Regions from separate parts of the Mus musculus genome. Here all the other regions are linked to region 3. The links are chromatin contacts, called in public ChIA-PET and Hi-C maps. All regions are on one chromosome and are shown on one strand. Each heading gives the region's core, a stretch centred on a gene start, on an enhancer-like site or on the middle of the called end of the contact. The rest is flanking DNA. Distances are from core to core; before and after follow the strand shown.

Evidence for each region. Hi-C and Micro-C count contacts between places; a contact is called where the count stands out from the background. ChIA-PET counts read pairs in DNA pulled down with a chosen protein or histone mark.
Region 1: a contact with region 3 is called in a Hi-C map of muscle stem cells, with 1.6 times the contacts expected there. The contact joins two enhancer-like sites. A contact is called at or near these places in 6 of 484 Hi-C or Micro-C datasets (Th1 cells, Th2 cells, group 2 innate lymphoid cells and 2 more) and 3 of 115 datasets of contacts at active chromatin or transcription factors (Th17 cells, effector CD8 T cells and memory CD8 T cells).
Region 2: an RNA polymerase II ChIA-PET map of memory CD8 T cells shows a contact between it and region 3, with 62 read pairs. The contact joins two enhancer-like sites. A contact is called at or near these places in 7 of 484 Hi-C or Micro-C datasets (the 63-12 cell line, B cells, Th1 cells and 3 more) and 4 of 115 datasets of contacts at active chromatin or transcription factors (the 3134 cell line, effector CD8 T cells, large pre-B cells and 1 more).
Region 4: a Hi-C map of myocytes shows a contact between it and region 3, with 2.2 times the contacts expected there. The contact joins two enhancer-like sites. A contact is called at or near these places in 5 of 484 Hi-C or Micro-C datasets (Th1 cells, Th2 cells, group 2 innate lymphoid cells and 2 more) and 1 of 115 datasets of contacts at active chromatin or transcription factors (memory CD8 T cells).

Annotation. Positions count from the first base shown.
Region 1 is chr12:25,239,006-25,241,907 of GRCm38.p6, forward strand. No RefSeq gene overlaps it. Among named protein-coding and RNA genes, the nearest start is that of Gm36441, 31 kb to the left of the region's middle. Within about 2 kb of position 1,261, at least 107 of the 459 cell types and tissues checked have an H3K27ac peak or open chromatin away from gene starts, as enhancers often do. A contact at or near this core is called in Th1 cells, Th17 cells, Th2 cells and 3 more, where this site is marked.
Region 2 is chr12:25,186,089-25,188,939 of GRCm38.p6, forward strand. All of the region lies in intron 5 of Gm36287 (a long non-coding RNA gene), which reads left to right. Gm36496 (a long non-coding RNA gene) reads right to left here. Exons shown (of 3, transcript XR_381348.4): 2 at 2,740-2,851; 3 at 1,417-2,427. Among named protein-coding and RNA genes, the nearest start is that of Gm36496, 3.3 kb to the right of the region's middle. Within about 2 kb of position 1,318, at least 10 of the 459 cell types and tissues checked have an H3K27ac peak or open chromatin away from gene starts, as enhancers often do. A contact at or near this core is called in memory CD8 T cells, where this site is marked.
Region 3 is chr12:25,436,816-25,439,953 of GRCm38.p6, forward strand. All of the region lies in intron 9 of Gm36723 (a long non-coding RNA gene), which reads left to right. Among named protein-coding and RNA genes, the nearest start is that of Gm36886, 36 kb to the right of the region's middle. Within about 2 kb of position 1,731, at least 88 of the 459 cell types and tissues checked have an H3K27ac peak or open chromatin away from gene starts, as enhancers often do. A contact at or near this core is called in Th1 cells, Th17 cells, Th2 cells and 4 more, where this site is marked.
Region 4 is chr12:25,267,130-25,270,092 of GRCm38.p6, forward strand. No RefSeq gene overlaps it. Among named protein-coding and RNA genes, the nearest start is that of Gm46343, 35 kb to the right of the region's middle. Within about 2 kb of position 1,377, at least 77 of the 459 cell types and tissues checked have an H3K27ac peak or open chromatin away from gene starts, as enhancers often do. A contact at or near this core is called in Th1 cells, Th2 cells, group 2 innate lymphoid cells and 2 more, where this site is marked.

The DNA of each region.
Region 1 (2,902 bases), core at 11-2,510, 200 kb before region 3:
TAGGTTGACTGATAGGAAGTCCCAGAAATCTGCCTGTCTCTGTCTACCCAATATGGGGATTATGAATGGGAGCCATGCCACATGCCTTTTCTTTTACATGGGCTATGAAGATCTAATTCGGATCTTGCAAGTGCTTTACTGATTGAATGGACTGCCCAGCCCCAGAGGCATCTTTCTAAAGTAGATATCTGGTCATAATTTTCCACCAGAAAATACCCAGACCGGCTCCAGTGTCTTCAGGTACAATGCCACCTCCTTAGCAAGACACACGAGCCTTATCGGGGCTCACTGAGACTGAATCACCAACCACAGAGCGTACACAGGTCAGACCTAGGCCCCCTGCACATATGTAACAGATGTGCAACTTGGTCTTCATGTGGGACCCCTAACAGCAGGAGCAGGGGCTGTCACTGACTCTGTTGTCTGCCTTTGGATCCCTTCCCCACTAACTGGACTGCCTTGCCTAGCCCCACTAGAATAAAATGCACCGAGTCCTATTAGAACTTGATATATCAAGGTGGGATAATATCCAAGGGAAGGCTCCCCTTCTCTAAGGAGAAAGGGGGGAGGGTGAGGGGAGGGGCGTTGAGAGGGAGGGACTGAGAGAAGAGGGGGATGGGGAAACTTCCATTGGGATGTAAAGTAAATAAATAAATTAATGAAAACAAAACCAAAAAACCAAAACCAAAACCAAAAAAAAAAAAAAAAAAAGCAAGCAAGCAAACAAAAAAAAACCCACCCAAAACCTCCAAAATCAACCAAACAAAAAACACACGGGGCCAAAGAAGGTGAAAAAGAGGGTGAATACTGCACTACCCTCCTCCCTTGTTCTGACTCTGCATAGGGATCTAAACAACTGCCACCTAGCTACGGGTGGCTCTTACCCTGATGTCCTCTGGTCCCAGGCTTCTCTCTCTGTACACCTGACCTGTGTCCCCTGAAACCTCCCAGACCTTTGGGCCACTTCTGCTTCCAGCTCCTGTGGCCCAAGTGCTTAGATCTGTCAGAGTACTGGGGATCTAGGACAAAGGCAGAGTCCTCCCCAACAGTGCCCCCGGGTGCTCCTCTACCAAGGCTGGTTTCTGGAAGGCTCTTGAAGGGTGATACTATTGGATTTTGTTTCAGAGGTGGGTTTCACTCCTCCCATGCCCCACACAGCACAGCCTTGCGAGCTGAGCTCAGACGGAGTCAGCCTGCTGCCTCGCCACTGTGAGGTGGTGACTCAGGGGATAACTGTGGGCAGGGGGGCTTTCCAGCAACCCAGTTAGCTGAAACCACACAGCAGCCTTCCTAGCCTGTGGGGTGACCTACTTCTCAGTTCCCGCAGCTTCGACGCCCAGCCGGCAGAATGTTGATGAGGAGGCCGTGCGCTGGCCTCTGGTGAGAAAAGGGGACAGAGATGCCGCTGGTTGATTTGACCTTGCAGAGCTGTGGGGACAGGATGTCCTGTTCTTTCTGATGCTGGGAAGTGGTCTGGGTAAAGGGGACTTCCTGTTAAGTCCGGTAAGTTCCCAAGGAAGGGGGACCGCAAAGGCTGTTTGGTTACACTCACCCAAGAGATTCTTCATTCGAACCCTCCTAACTAACCTTCCTGGGTGCATTTCCCAACCAGAAGGAACAAATCCCAAAGGGCTCCTCGCCCAGCTCCTCAGTTCGTGTTTTAGTGCTGAGGTGAAGAGCGTACTCTCTGCCTTGCATCCACGTGTAAGTACACCCTTCTCTCCCGTCTCAGGGCAGGAGGAACTGCTGGTGGGTCATCCAGGTGACTCACACTGCCTTAGTCCACCCATCCCTACAGAGACACAGAGATGCCTAACAAGGTCACTGGTCTCTTTCTTTCTTCAGTCTGGTCTTAACACCATGGCAGCACCTCCTTTTTCGTGAATCTTTTCCCAGCCAATCCCTTCTCCACGGGGATGGCCCAGATTCCCCTCCTGGGACTCCAGGCAGTAAAACTGTCCTAATTGGCTACTGTTTCCTCTCTCACCACTCTACTCTCTCTGGCTAGGATATCCCTGGAAGCCAGCAGCCTACTTAGCACTTGCCAGCCCAAGGAAACTGACCCTGTGGGTATAAAACATGCCCGGCCAGGCCACACACCACAAGACTTTTACACCCCTCCCCTGTGTGTTTTCATTGCAGGTTGGAGGAGGATAATGTGGAATGGTAGAAATGGGCCTTTAAAATAGGATGGCTTAGCCTTGCCTGGCTCCCTTCGTATTTAGCACCTGCAGGCAGGCCTGGCAGGATCTGCAGGCTACCTGTAAAACAGAGAGAAAGGGGACTCTGGCAACTTCCCTCTATGTGACTGCTAATGCTTGAGGTATACAAGCCATAGGCAGGGAGAAGGTGGGGAGTCAGTCAAGACCCGGTTTGACAAGGGTACTTGAATTTGAGGGCTTCCTGACTTCTCTGACTCTCAGTTAGCTCATCTGTTAAATGGGTTTAATCACACTGCCTACATAGGAAAGATGTAGAAACAGTCCTAATAAATGTCCACTGACAGAAAGATGTGTAAAGAAAACATAGCATCTACAAAGGATGGAATATTATTTAGCCCTCAAGAAGAAGGAATGGGTAAGCCTTGAGGACATTTACTAAGTAAAATATGCCAGCCATAGAAAACAAACACTATATGATTTCATGTACTTGTGGCATTTGGAAGTAGCCACATTCATGGCCTCAGTGAATGGAATGATACCAGGAAGTGGAGAGAGAAGGGAACAGACAGGAAGTTTCCCTGATGCTGAATGTATAAGCTATAGACATTGGGCCTCCAGTGAGCAGCAATTTCCTGAATACTTGCATGTCTGTTAACACGGGCAATCTCATATTGAGAGTTCTTACCACAATAAAAAAGTCATCTGCATGGGAAAAACAATATTACCCACATCACAGAGCT
Region 2 (2,851 bases), core at 68-2,567, 250 kb before region 3:
GCAGTAGACAGGGAGTACAAGGATTCTAACAGAGAGAGAGAGAGAGAGAGAGAGAGAGAGAGAGAGAGAGAGAGAGAGAGAGAGAGAGAGAGAGAGCAGTTCTACCTCCTGCTACAAGGCAGAAGAAGCAGCTACATCATCTCCTGGGCTCTGGGATGCTAGGGAAGGTGAAGTGATAGGAGGGCTGGCTTTTGGGTCCTGCCCAGTTGAGCCCTGGGAAGATAGGACGTTTTTGGAATCTTGTGTTCCTAAGGCCCTACTTGTCAGATTCCTATAGGTCTCATCCTGAAGTCAGAATAGCTTGCTTAGCAGCCTGTAAGTAGGGGCTGCAGATTCATCTACCAGCATGCATTTCTTAGAATCTACTTTTTGTTCTGAGATCCCACTGGCTAGAGATGGGTTGAACAAACCAAGGTCGAACTCCTGTACTCATGGATTCCAGTACCTAGAATGAGGGGTCTCTTTATAGGCTATGCCAGCTCTTAGGATGAAATGGAATTGACCAAGGGCATGGATTCTTATCTCAATGACTCGGAACACTCCTAGCAACCAGTTGGTAAAAGCTGGGGACATTTTGTAGTTCACAGTATCTCATGGCAAAGAGTAACCTTGTTAAAAATACCTGTCAACTATGCCTTGTGGACTCCTTGCCCAGTGGGAGAGCCAGGTGTTAATTTGCCACACAAATGAGCAGTCACACAGCACCCATACTCTGAAGGAAGCACAGGGAATCAGCAGGATGATGCTGGACCCTCCCCAATGCCAGCTGGACCCACAGGATGATGCTGGGTCCACAGCCTACTGAACAATGCTACCCTCATTCAAGAAAGGCTTTCTGTTTTCAGTTAGGCCTCCCTGGAAATCCTGGAAATTCCCTCATAGACACACCTAGAAATATATTTTATTAATTTCCCAGGTATCTTTCAACCCAATCAATTGTTAATCACCACTAACCATCACATTTATCCATATAATAAGCTAGATGCTAATCTTCTCTGTTTTTGTAGAGGCCAAAGTACCCAAAGCCACACAGGTCAACAGACTGGAGATCTACCTAGACACAGCTAACTAGTGCCCAGCCCAAGAGCCTGTCCCTTAACCTCTCATTTATCCCTGTGTCGTAGCTCCTTTTCTGGTTATTATGACCAGTACTTGACAAGAGGCAACTTAAGGGAGAAAGGATTTATTTGGGATGAAATTTTGAAGGTATAGTTTGTCATGATAGAGAAAGCAAGCTAGCAGGAACACACAGCTATATGCTTATCTCTATGTGGACCACGAAGTGGAGAGGGGGCAGGAAGTTGGGCAGGACTGTAAACCTCAAGGCCTGCCTCCCCAGAGATCCACTTCCCCCATGTAGGCCCTTGTTTTAGTTACTTTTCTGTTGCTTTGATAAAACGTCATGACCAAGTCTACTTCTAGAAGAAAACATTTATTTTGGCTTATGGTTTCAGAGGACTACAATGAGTGATGGAGGAGGGAAGATCAGCTCACATTTTGATCCACAACCACGAGGTAGAGGAAGAACACTGGGAGTCTTTTAGAACCTCAAAGTCCACCCCCAGTGATACATCTTCTCCAACAAGGCCACACCTCCCAATCCTCCCCAAACAGTTCTACCAAGTATTCAAAATAGGAGCCCAAGGGGACTATTCTTTAAATCACCACAGCCTCACCTTTAAAAGGTTCCAGAAACTTCCCAGAGAGCACCATGAGCTGGAGAGCAAGTGTTCAAACACACAAGCCGGTGTGGGACTTTTCCTAGCCAACCTGTAACACTCAACAACCCTTCTGCTCCTCTGTCTTCCAGCCGAGACATGCCACTGTTTGTTCTTGGTCCTCTGGGCAGGTAGCAAGAATCTTATGGGAAGAGCCATCTGTTCTCATATGCTTTGAGTGTGAGATGTTGCTGCTCAGGACAGTTGACTATGCTTTGCTGGTCCTGAATTTGCCTTCAGTGATGACATTAGCCAAGGCAGGAGTGATTATACCATACAAATTGGCACAAGCTACAACAAGGGCTGCTTTTAATTTCTTTACTCCCTGGAGCTGATTGTTGCCCCTCTGCTAGTATGCCATATCCCCAAGACTTAAGATTTCCTGGGGCTCACTCATTGGAAACCTCTACCTCAGACAAGGCTCTGTCTGGATTGGATGTTGGGAGGCCTCTGGCATCCTTGCAGCTTTCTTATCTTTGCTGCGTGTCTGGAAGTCTTCTGTCTGTCTTTCAAAGGCCACAGTGGCCTAGGCTCCAATTTACTGGGCTCTCAGGTTCTGGACAGCAGGAGGGAATCAGGGCTGCCCACTGTAGCCTTTCTTAGGATGGAGTAAGATGCAGTAACTTCTGTTTCTTTCCCTCCACATTCACATAGCAGCATCTCAGGGAGGGTAGCATGGGGCCCAGGATCTTAGAGCTGACATTTCTACCTGCCAAAACATAGTGAGATTTAAGTGTGAGCAGAGACAGGAAAGGCCAAGGGCTTTCTTGTCCCTTAGAGAGAGACAGGCCATGCCATGTTCCCTGTGGAGGGTACCTGCATGAGCTGGGGTTCTCCCATGGCAGGTCCCCATGTTTGCTCCATCTGACAGATAAGGAAACTGAGGTTCAAAGAGGAAGTAACCTGCCACAGACACAGACTGTGAGGGACAGATGTGAGAGCTTCTCTGGGGCAGAACCAGAGGCTGGCTTCCACATTTCTCTAGGCTCAAGTACAGAGATCAGCTCAGGACCAACATTACCTTCAGACCCCTCGTTGGATATCCATATCTTCCCGACTTGCTGCATGAAGAAGGGGTTTCCCCAGCTGCCTATGAGAGGCCAGTAGGAAGTGCTGCTGTCCCCGTGTTCAGC
Region 3 (3,138 bases), core at 481-2,980:
TGTATTTCATGGATTACAGCTCCTCTTGTAGCTGGCAAAAATCAAATTCCTTAAAACCTCAAACCCAAACTCAAATGCTGAACTTTGCGCTTGCATCTGACTCTCTCTGGAGAGGCAGACTTTGTGACAGAGCTTGAGGCTCAGAATGTTGTTAAAAACAAAAAGCTTCCCACTGTCTCCCTCCCCCTACCCTTTCCATCTTCCATAGCCTAACATAACCTAGGCAAGGATTCTATTACTGAACTACATTCTCAGATCGAAAATTATCATCTTTGACCTGTTTTGTTGTTGTTGTTTGTTGATTTATTTTCCTTACTTTCCTCTCTCTCCCTTCATTCCTTTCTTCCTTTCCTCTTTCTTTTCTTCCTTTTTCCCTCCCTCCTCCTTCTCTCTTGGCAAGGTCTCACAGTGCAGTCCAGGCTTGCCTGGAACTCGTTATGTCACCCGTGCTGACATTACACCTGAAGCCATCTTTCTGTCTTCATGCCTTAGCCTCCGCAATGCTGGGATTACAGGAATAAACTACCTTACCCTGCAGCTATATTATTTGTGGTTTTAAACACAACCTTCACGAGCAATTGTGGTAACCTATGCCTCTAATCCTAGCACTTAGAATGTGGGGACAAAAGGACCAGAAGTTTGAGGCCATCCTGGACTACTTGAGACCCTACCTCAATAGAATAAAAATGAACCAGAATAAAATCAGATAAAAGCCTTCAGGCATAGCCGTTTCCCAATGTCCATTCTACTCTCTGGTTATCTTATTTGGTTGGTAACAGTTCTTCCTGGCTAAGAAGATAACTAGGTTGTTAAAATGCTTGCCAAAGAATCAGGAGGCTCTGAGTTTCCAGCCCGGAACTAGTGAAAAATGCTGGGCTTGCATTCCCAGCACCAGGAGGCAGAAATAGGAAGATCCTGGGGCTCGTTTGACAGTCTGCTTAGCCTTGGCAATGGCCCAAGGAAGTGAGGGATTCTGTCTCATACTGCAATGTGGACAGCTCCTGAGGAATGAGGTTGACCTCTGGCTTCCACATACATGTACACACAGGTGTACCTTCATATATACACATGTGCATACACACGCTCGGACAGACAGACAGAAAGACACACACACACACACACACACACACACACACACACACACACACACTTAAGACACACAGGTATACCTTCATATATACACATGTGAATACGAACACTCGGACAGACAGTCAGAAAGAAACACAAACACAAACACATACACACACACACACACACACACACACACACACACACACACACGTTGTTTAAAGAATCTAGAGGCTATTGTCCTTGATCTGTGCCCTGTGTCATCTCTCTATGCAGTAGTTATCCTCCTGCTTTTTGGTTCCATCCCAGAACTCACCTGACCCCTCCTCATGAAGTTCTGCTCCTGCCTCTGCTCTAATTCCTTGATCACCTACTGAGCACCAAACATCAACATCCTCTTCTCAGGTTCCTCTAACATACTAAAACGAACACAGTTTGTTAACCTAAATTCAGCTTTCTGAGCCTTTGTATGTCCCAACTATGGCTTCAAATCCTGTGAGCCCAGCAGGTGTGAAACCAAAGCCGAGCAGCCTTTTTTTTTTTTTTTTTTTTTTTTTTTTTTTTTTTTTTTTGTCACAGGGGAGATGAGTACTTCCACAATTGGAGTGTGGAGGAGACCAGAGGGCCAGGCGCCCAGGGAGGAAGCACAGGGTGTCTCCAGTGGAATAAATTATCTGCAAGGGTTGTGGTTAGTGTTCAGTCTGAGTGAGGCCCACACAGCTGGGACACCCTGTACTTTTGATCTGGCCTTTCAAGCTTGGGTGATGCCAGGAAATTGCCTGTAATGGACTGAAGGCTGCAGTATAGAAAATGAGAAGGGATTGTTATAAAAACAATGGGGCCTACTTCCCTGCCCTCCCTTCCCACACCTGCTTTGTGCACAGAGTCCATCTTGGCTCCAGGAGGGGGTGCGGGGTGGGGGGGACTGGAACCGGGTGCCTGGAACTCAAGGGCTGTTTGGCTGCAGACTGACTAGTTTGTGGGCAGGGACCTTTCCTGGGCTCTGAGGCACACCGGCTGTGTCAGACAACCACGACACATGTCACTGAGTCATCTCTAGCAACCCAGTCATTTCGGCCACAGGAAGTTGGGCACCTGCACTCCTCTTTTGAAAATAGCTAGCAATAGGGTGGGTGGGTGGGGGTGAAAGTGTTCAGTTGATTGACTTGGCACTCACGGCCACACCCTACCTTCAAGCATGGTGGATATATGAGCAATTTCAGAAGGGTACTGCAGTGTTACCCCTGGGTGCCTGTCATCACAGGACTTGAGAGTTCCTTTCCATAGTGAAGAGAGAAGGGGGTCATCTTGCATGCATTGTACCCGACACCTGTCAGGTGGGATGGGAAAGATTTCCTTCCTTCCTTTCATGCTAGCCCTGGGAGCATCGTCCGAGGGTGGACTTTCCATGGGACTGGTGGTGCCTGACAGGTGCGAGTGCAGAGGGCACAGAAACAGCTGATTTGGCCACAGGCATTAGAAATCTCTTCTGGCTTCCTATTTCCATATGACTATATGTCCTCAGGGACTGACATGAGTTCAGGATAGTAGTCTCCCTTAGGGGAAAGTCCTGACACCAGTTAGGTCATCACAGCAGAGCAAGCGTTTCATTTGTAATCATGCGGAGGTGGCAACTTAATACTCTGAAGTTTTCTACTACAAGGCAACTGCATTTGCTCCATGTAAGTCTGTGGTATAGACACTTTTAATGTCCTCTCCCACCATGCAATGGGACCATTGCCAAGCCTAAGAATATTACAAAACAAGTCGGAGGAAGGTAGGTTTAAAGTCGATGAAGAATACATTAATGGGCATAGAGGCAGAACCATGAGTGGCATACATTCCCAGTACCATGCAGGACAAGAGACGACACAAGGCACACCCAGAGACACCTACATGAGGCACCAACAATCTCTTTGCTTTAGAAGTGAGCGGAGATATATTGGAGTAGCAGTTTTCAATCTATGTGTTAAGAACCCTTTGGCAGGGTTCACATATCAGATATTCTGAATATCAGATATTTACAATTCACAACAGAAGCAAAATTACAGTTATAGAGTAGCAACAAAA
Region 4 (2,963 bases), core at 127-2,626, 170 kb before region 3:
CCTGGAGGGCATGCCAGGGCTGTGCCTGGACAAGAGCTGGCTGTGTGGACCCTTCCACTCCCCCACGACGCCAGCACTGCGCCAAGAGCTGTTGACTCTGGTTCCCTGCTCTAAGAGTCCTGTCAATTCCGAGCCCACATTCTACACTCTGGATAGATTGGAGGCCGTCAACACTGAGTTGTACAATCACACAGTAGGACGTGCAGCTGATGCAGGGCCTGGCAAATACATTCCGGGGCAACAGGTGTCCTTGGCTGGACACCATCTCTAGTCCTGCCTGACAGTGTCCACAGTGCATCTAAGCCCCTAGGATTTTTGAGTCCCTTTTGGTCCTGGCAGGTAACTTGCGCAATGCCCACCTCTAAGCCAAGTCTCTGGAGCCAGCAAGGGAACTGGGCCGGAGTTTGAACTTCCAGGTTGAAGTTTAGATAACTGAGCTATCTGAGGGGCCTGCTCCTCACAGCTGCCTTCCTGTGCCAGCATCCTCCCATCTTTCTGGGTGTCTGGTGGGCGGTGGGTTACCTGTGAAAGGCAGAGTGAAGAGGGTACCCTACACTTGCCAGCCGCCTGCACAGGCCTCAAAGCCTTTGAAGAGCTTCAGGCTGGGCGAGTTGGAGATGTGTAGGCCCGGAGCCCCTGTGAGCAGAGCACGCGCTTCGTTTTCATATTCTTGGTCGCCTTCATCAAGATATACTATTCTTCGACATTTCCTGCTCAGAAATCTTTGAATCTCGGTTCTTTGTCCTGACAGCAGGTGCAGACCAAGCTCTAAGAAGGCGCACTCTTTAGACGCCCCTGGGTTACTCAGCTCAGTCTCAAACCACAACAGATCATATGTTCCTCCAGAGAGATCCAGTGATGTGGGGCAGAGAGAGTCAAGTCCAGAATGGCCCCGACATCTCTCTGTTCATGGGGCAGAGTGTCTGCCTTGTGCAGAAGCCAGGAAGCCAAGTTCTAGGTCCTCAGCAGAGAGGCACCAGCCTGCTTGCTGTTTCTTGCTTTGACTTCTAGAACTGAGCCGTGCATCCTCGATGCCCCTGTTAGGAGCAGGGGGGGATGGTTCCCTCTCACTGGTAATGGTTTGCAGCAAGACACATCCAGACTTTAGCCAGTGGCCTTTCCTTCTTAGGCACTGGCCTACAGATGCCACAGCTGATGCCCAGAGGATAGTGGTCTCAACAGGTTTCATCCTGAAATTTTTATAAGATGATTCTGGACTCCAGGGGCCCCTTCACTGGGGGGACATAAAAGCCATTAGCTCCTGCGGTTTCCATAAAGGAAGTGCCCTGCTTCCTCTGTCGTAGCCCCAGTGGGTCTGGATAAAGACAGATTACAATCCTTGGGCATCTTAAGAACGAATACCATGGTTTCCGCCTTGCCTGTGCCTGGCACCGTGCCACACGGAATGGAGAGCCTGAGTCACAAACCTCAGGGATGTCAGTGCCATGCGATTTCATTCTTTCTGTGCCTTACCTTCCTCCTTTGTCCAGTGGGGTGTGTGTGAATAAGAGTATCAGCTGCATAGAATCAGTGTGAGGGAGAAATGAATCTGTAAATCTCTTCAGAACAGAGCCTGGTGTCAGCCAGTATGGAAGTGGGGGCTCCTAGCTATTTATCTTATGGTTGGGTCATTTGGCTAAGCAATGTGGATCTTAATCCAGCTATTGATGTGTTACTAAAAGTTTTCTTTTTCTTTCTTTTAATGAGATGGGAAGAAGGGGAAAGAGAGGCCATGGGAAGGAGGATATTATTAGTCTACGTCACTACTAAGCCAAGCGGAAGCCATTGGCTAACGTGGGCTCCAGGATTCCTTAGTGGAGCCACACTGGAATGGCCAGCTGCTTTCAGATAGTGTGACGTGGTGAGACTGAGGTCTGGAGGAAACTTGATTGGCACCGGACAGCCGTCAAGTCTTGCACTGGCAAAAGCTCTACTGAAGGCATGGGCTGTGGTTTAGTCAGTACTTCTTGCTTCAACTTTATATACAATGCGATTTTAGGTTAGCCATCAAACTACCACTAAGCACTTAGGAAAACTGAAAAAATTAAGAAAGCTCTGTGTGTTTGTCTGCTCAGTCTGAGCATCTGAAGGTGGCGTGACTCAAAGGGAAATCTCTGGACTATTGAGCTGAAGCCAGGGCTGCACAAAGGTTTGCAGAGTGCTCTAACCAATGTAGGTGCTGGCTGGCAAGTCAGGCTGGGAAGCAGCCAGCAGGAAATGTGCACGCAGCCCCACAAGGCTGCACCTGCCCGCCCTTGGAATGCCTCCTGCAGTTGAAAGCATCTCAGGTCAGGTCCTTTCTGAAATTCCTTTCCAGGAAGCCCCCTGAAGGTTCTTCTGAACTGAGAGCTCTAAGGAGTGGGCTTGGGACTTCGAGTTGACTCCAGGCGGTGACTGGAGAGGGCTGTGCAAAGCCCTGGCCCGTGTAGCGTCTGTCTTGAGCTATAACTCACTACAACTGAGCTACAGGCTAGGTCCAGGTGAGACTGAGGTGGTCTGCGTTGTTTTTCTAGAAATGGAAATGGCACCTGCTGAGTCATCTCAACTCTTCCCAGATGGCTTTTGTTAGCAACCATTTGTATTTCCTAGACTCCGGTTTATAAATGTCAACCGTTCTTAACCCCTTCTTCTCCACAGAACCTGTGTGGCCATCTCCGTCTCCTCACTGACAGTGTATGAGCCTGAGGGCTGGCAGTCTCTGAAGGTCAGGTGGCAGTCTTGCGATGCTTCAGGAGTATCTGACAGTGATACGGAAAGAGAGATTTTTAAGGGTAGTTGCTGTTTATGCCATGACAATTAGACTTGATCCCTTGTAAGCATTTCCTCCTCTTCCTCCTCCTATCTGCCATCTTCAAAGCAACGGGGCAGGAAAAAAATGCTGCTTTGCCCTATGTAGATAAGAACACAGCTGAGAGGGGAGAAGTTCACTTGGCCACAGCTCAATACTTGTAGAAAATACTGAC